2 separate regions of the Siniperca chuatsi genome follow, and region 2 is linked to region 1. A link is a contact called in public Hi-C data. All regions are on one chromosome and are shown on one strand. The core of a region is the stretch at or near the end of the contact, and the rest is flanking DNA. Distances in the headings are between cores, read along the strand shown.

Region 1 (3,081 bases), core at 570-3,069:
AACGTCCTGCCTCTTGACAGCTCGTTTGTCCTGCTTCTTGCAGAACTTGTGCTCTACTGTCAGACTCCACGACTCAGCCTCGTAATCCACAGCATCAACCGACATGTCACTGTGGATATACGCGTCCACACAGTCTATGGCGAGAAAGAGGTACAAAATCACTTTTAATCCAAACTGCCAGGATTCAGTTCCATTAATCAGCGTTCATAACATTTACTGAAACGAGACAGGGCTCTTTACTTTCAACCATCTCAATTTACTTCTTTATCCCTGGGGCTAAATATATGGACAGAAATATGTCTCAGTATTATATTATCTCAATACTGAGATTCTCCCCAGACAATTAGGTTTGTTTTTTATTTTTAAAAATAAGTCCATTTTGAATGTTAAAAATGATTTTAAAAACTATAATACAATCTGGGTGAAAATGGCATTTTCAATGTTTTTCAACCATTTCCTGTTTTGTAACTTACAATACTTAGAGGGACTGTGATGCATAGTCAGCAGCTTATTTGCATTTTCTCTCCATTTTTTTCTTCTGTTTCTATTACTGGACGATTTTCTGAGCTGTGCTTGGTGCAAAAGGACCTTGTCAACAACAATGGTCAGCATCTTCTCAAAGAAGGAAACACAACAACGTTTGGTTGTGTGAGGACATCTATTTAATGTAAAAATCGGATAGCGATCTGCTCCTTTTTAGGTATTTCTCTATGGAAATCTGTAAAAACTTAAAACAATGAGCCTTATTCATCTCATACCTTCCCCGAAGGATGAGTCAGTGGAGGTGGAGGACATTGGAGTCGGCAGGAGCTCTTCTGATCGGCTGGTCACCTTCCAGGCATCAGACTCTGTCTCTGAACTCTCACTGAGCCGACTGCTAAACAGAGAAGAACATGGACAACCATTATTACCCCCAAATATTTACCAATATCCCCACATCATATTATCTAATTAATAAAGTCTGGGAGATTTATGACCTGTCACTGTTTGGGAAACTCCCAGAGAGGGGGCATGACTGGATCGCAGTGTCTTTCCTCTCCTTAGGGGTCATGACAGGTAGAGAGGTAGAGATGGGGATCACACACTGAGGAGGACTGTCTCTCACTGTGAAATCTGCGGGAGAAGCAAGGAGAATTAACAATAGTCATCCCCACTGCAACCACAATGAAACATTGCAAACAGGAAATTTCACACACAACATGCTTAAGACAGCTTGAGAGCAAAATTGTTGGTGACCGTCGACCTTTGTTTTGTAAACTCACTCTGTGGGAGGGATGCTGTCCTGTCCTTCACCATGGTAACCGCATACTTATCCTGAAGTTTCTAAGTAATACAAATGAGAGAGTCTGGTTACAGCATATAAACAATTGACACAAGGACAGGCACCAGTAGAGATGAGTATTTCAAAACCATTTTTTATTCCAATATTTCAAGACAATACTCACCTTCAAACATGGGGGGACAGATTCCTTACAGCCCTTATGGACGATAGCAGTGCAACCTGGGAAAGAATTCGATTTTTAAGTTTATGTTTTGCAAAAAATATAAATGTAAGCTTCTTGGAATTACGCTATGACTTACTGGAGCAATGCAGCAGGTCCTTTCCAGAGGCTGGTTTCTCACACACCACACACACGGTGGGGCCTAAACAGGAGCCTGTGTTAAACCGATGTCCATTCAGCTGCCTATCCTTGGCCTCTCTGTCCTTCCCCTTCCCCTTGGAAAACCATGCCAGAGACATAGGCGTAAAAAAAGAGGCCATACAGACAGAGGCAAAACGTGACTGACAACTACAGCTAAGAACTCTGAGCAAAGCAGGCCTTAATCCATATTTCTATAAACCAGGGTGAAGATCTTTGTCAGGTTTCTATTTGCAGAGTAAACTCTCCCACGTGTAAGTAGACATATGAGCCTGGAAGGAATCATCGCATTTTCCCAAAGAGTAAGAAAGTCCACTGACAAGGAAATGGAGCATAGCATAAACAACAGATGCAGGTCGGGGAGGGCTTCCAGTCTCTGTGCTGACTCAACAACAGAGGATTAATCATTAAAAGGAAAGAGGCTGGACACCATGTTTGGTCTGTCACCCTGACCTTCAGTTATTCCCAGAAATGTTTCCTGGTTGTGTCTCCCAGAGAGCAGAAAGACAGAGTCACATATTCCTTACCTGAGTCTAGGATACTAGCCTTTACAAAAGTGTTATAATATTCAATACCATAAATACTTCTATAAGCATAAATAGTCAAATTTAATAAGCCAGTACATACACGCCTGTACCTATAGAGGCGTCAAACACTTTAATGGAAGCAGGACTTGTGTTTTTAAGCTATTAAACTATGCAGAGCTTAGTGTAGCATGTAAAGCTGGCCTGAATGCACAGCAAGGGCAAGTTTAAGTTTTGTTCAGCTATTCTTTATATTCTAGTTTTTTAATTTAGATTTTGTGTTTGACGGATGTAACAGCAGAGGCATGGACTGTTTATGGTTTGGGTTTACCTTGGTCTTGTTGCGTGTACTCGACATCCTGCTCTTGAGAAAACTGAAGGTACGAATGACTTTGTACTTCTCTGACTCCACCTTTGTTGGGATGTTGTACTTGTCCAACTCCTCCTCTTCAATTCTGAAGGAAAATTTAAATAATGTCAGTGCAATTTGTTACCTTGCATTTGTGTTCTATAACTTACAACAAAACACAAAAATTCACTGTTGGTTTGCAGACATGCAGACATTAGTTGGTCACGCCATCCTGATTTTCTTCTTGCTGAGTCTACAGGACAACAAGAGCAAGTATGATGGGCTTTTGTAGGTACAGGCAGAAGATACATATGAGGGTGAAATGTGTGAAATTCTTATAGTACACAAGCATATAACTGGTTCATGGGGTGCGATGTAGTTAGATGAAATGAAATAACAATAAAAAATATATAATTTCATCTGATATTGCACAGCGTGTAATTTCTGGTAAAATAAATGTTAGGGAAAGGGAATGAAATCCTTTGTTAGTCACTAAAATGTGACAAAGAAAATTGTGTTCATTCTCTGCAACTCTGTGCTGTGAAAGTAAATTAAAATTAGTAGAATT
Region 2 (3,413 bases), core at 556-3,055, 120 kb before region 1:
GCCATAAAGATTTTTTTTGTTTACACACCTCTACGATTCATTCATTAACTGTTTATATATATGAAACAATGAATTCATCTCACTGTTTACATTCACAAGCAGGGAGAGTAGACTACAAAATAACTCTGTGGCCATTTATACTGAAAACAAACAAGGACATTATTTGATACATAAAACTCAATAATCTTGATTAATCAACTGTTAGATTAAAATGAAACTACCCCTCCCAAATCCCAAATTAGTCTATTTGAATTTCTCTTTTTAAAATGTTATAACAGTTTGTTCATAAGTGCTCTAACAGGGATTCAGACCTTAATAATGGATCCAGACATTAATAATGCCATTATGTAGCATAACATACATTTCTTTATCTGTGAAGGCCTTTTTGGCAAACAAAAGGAACACATACTGGGTTTATTCATGTATGGCCCATATAATTTGAAATATTTCCTTATTTGGCGAAATACAATGCTTTTTGGTCATTTTCATATTTTGTCACCTTCATCAAATGTGCAAGCCCTGTTTGTGGCAAAAAGAGGGTTTTAAAAAGAGGGTTTTAAAAAGAAGAAAATAAAAATTATATTTAAATAAAAATGATAACAAATGGTTTATTTAGCAGATATTATTGTTATTTTTTTACACATACAGCAGTGGGGTCTGTGAGACCCCAAACAATGAGGAAGTAAAGCCAGTGTCAACCAGACATAAGCTTAATCATTAGATAAATTATTAGTCTTTTTCTGCCCTTAACTGTGTCAGCCTGTATACTCCTTCAGTTCCGGCTTTCAATCTTCGGCACTATCAGGCCCAGGAATATTTTACCCACTAGATGTCTCTCCTGTCATATATATGAAACATTTGCTGTCATAATGTATTTTTATTTCCTTCTTTAAGGAACACTGTGCTGCATTATCCTTAATATGAAGCTACAGTAATAGTGTAATTTCTGTCTTCATACAGTTGATGGGAAATGAAACTGGATACGAGTATGTAACAGCTCTAATCACCACAACACAAGTGCACTACACATAAAACAATATAATAACGTTATAGCCTCAAGCGTCCACTGAAGAGTTTAGTCACAGCCAAAAGTACCATCAACAAGCGCCACAGATGTGACTCACACAAGATGTCCAGGAATAAAATTGGACTTCCTGTTCCAAACCACCCCAACCAAAAACCACAATGCCTTTAAGATCCTATAAGATTCACATTGTGGCCGTGGCATTCAGTGGTGAGTTGGCTGTGACTCAGTCAAACATTATGGGATTTCCTATATGGTATTGTTTTGAAATGTATCCCTGTAGTTTTTTTAAAGTTGTGACTCCACAAAAGCATAACACAAACAATACCTTTCATTGTCTTTGGGCCCTGATCACAATGCTGGATCTTGTTTCGTCCTTCCAACCTTTAAAGTCTCACACACTATAATGACAATGAGACAAGCGTATTGACAAGAGTACTGACAATAAAACACAATGTGACAGAGGCTTTGTGTATTTTACAGAACTGATTGCAGAACAGTGTGCATCATCAGCTATTTCAGTTACATTGCAGGTGTAGCAGAGAAAGGCACCTATACATTTGCCATAAAATTACAGCTCGTGCAATGTGCAAAATATTTACATGGGAAAGTGCAAAAGTTTGCAGTAAGTTAGCACAACTTTTAGGAAAATCTAACTCCTGCTTTGAGAGACCAACTGTCCTACACATCTTTTTGCGTACGCTCTCTCTCACTTCATTTCCTGCAGGAGGAGACGGTCCTCCCCCTCTCAGTGTAAACACACCCATTGATTTCAGTGAGAGAGGACTGGGAGCACTGGGGGAGGACCGTCATACAGGAGCAGAGCAGCAGCGCTGGAGGAACACCTCCAAAACATCTCGCCTCATCCTTTATTTTAAAGCCCGTTTGTTTTGATATATATTTATACCTAACTTCCGGAATTTGCAGACAACCCAGTGTAGTGCGTTATCTAAGTAAACGGCCTCATCCTGACCGAGCATCCGCCAGCATTTCGGAAATATCCAAGGAGTTGTTAACACTCCCCGAGCGCAAGGCTTGCATCGTGGCTCTTTCAGAAGCGACATGTTCGAGAGATCCTGCGGGCACAATTGAACTCCTACTTTCACGCGAAGAGGTAGGCCTAAATCTGACAATAAAGCACAACCCTGCTGACTATTATAGCGTTTTAACAGATTGGTATATTGTTAACAACTGCTGCATCCCTTCCTGATCACCTGATGATGGAAAACTCCGGGCTGTGGCAGAGAAAGCGCAACAGAAAACAGGCTGATGGACAAAAGACGGTTGTTGATATTCACTGATTAGGTCAATATTACGTTGTTGCTATGATTTAACCAGCACATTGATTGCACTATTTCTTTATTTTCATGAAAAAGTGCTACAGATCTCCTCGCAGTCCTTTGTGCTCTCTTCGGCGTCTTGCTCCTGCATACTCATGCACGCTGAAGATGTTTTATATGTTTTAAAGGCGACATCAGGTGTGACATGCTCTTCTTGGTGTTATAAATTGATAAACAGTATTTCCTGAGTGGCAGGGCTTTGGTTTAAACACAGTTAACCTCGCTCGGATGTGCGTGGACAGCTGGGTTGAGACTATATTCTGTTAGAGATTAAGATTGATGTAGATGTGCAGATCAATAGCCGCTGGCGTGTCTTCTTGTTTTGCATCTTGTTTCATTTTTTCCACCCAAGTGGCAGATGTATAGAACTGGCCCATGTAAGCCTGGTGTTTACTTTTGAAGTCTCCCCCTCAAATCCCTCTTCCTGAGTCCATGGTTGACTGTGAACACCTGGCAATGATTTTAAACAGACTGCAGCCAGCCAGGCCTCAGATAGAGTCCAAAGGCTGCGTGTGCAAGCCTTTTTACTGTGTGCTTTGTCAGTGTGGCATGTATGTGCTTTCCGGTTATGTGCCCATGGATCTGTTTTCCGGTTATGTGCCCATGGATCTGGGATAAGGATGACAACTCTCACAGACATCCAGCCAACTGCTCACTCTCACACTGCTGGCATATTTTCTTCCTCTCAGGGGATGTTGGTGACTCTGTTACCGTGACAGAAAATAGCACGTGAAATATATCAGACACCAAGGACAAGTTATATTACCATGAGCACTGATTGTAAATAATGATATGAATAATATTAGTAATAGTAATTTGTTTTAGGGCTTCAACTAAATTTCATTCTAAATTGTGATTGATACATTTTTTGAATAATCAATTAATCATTTAGTCTATAAAATATCAAAACAAAATAGTGAAAAATGCCTATCCCAACTTCCCTGAGCTCACGGTGATGTCTTCAAAGTTGTTGTTTTGTCTGACCAACATTCCAAAACCTAAAGGTGGTCAGGTTACAATGATATGTGACAAAGAAAAGCAGCAAATCC

What was found. A called contact is a pair of places that touch in the nucleus more often than the background predicts.
Region 2: a contact with region 1 is called in a Hi-C map of liver, with 2.1 times the contacts expected there. The contact joins the promoter of enc1 here to the enhancer-like site in region 1. A contact is called at or near these places in 3 of 3 Hi-C or Micro-C datasets (liver, skeletal muscle and an unstated tissue).

The regions. Positions count from the first base shown.
Region 1 is chrLG18:6,160,514-6,163,594 of ASM2008510v1, reverse strand. arhgef28a (rho guanine nucleotide exchange factor 28) reads right to left here. Exons shown (of 35, transcript XM_044175354.1): 16 at 2,496-2,619; 17 at 1,582-1,717; 18 at 1,446-1,501; 19 at 1,263-1,323; 20 at 978-1,113; 21 at 759-877; 22 at 1-134. Among protein-coding and RNA genes, the nearest start is that of arhgef28a, 26 kb to the right of the region's middle. Within about 2 kb of position 1,819, the one cell type or tissue checked has an H3K27ac peak away from gene starts, as active enhancers do. A contact at or near this core is called in liver, where this site is marked.
Region 2 is chrLG18:6,283,466-6,286,878 of ASM2008510v1, reverse strand. It overlaps enc1 (ectoderm-neural cortex protein 1), which reads left to right and starts at 1,805. Exons shown (of 3, transcript XM_044175364.1): 1 at 1,805-2,138.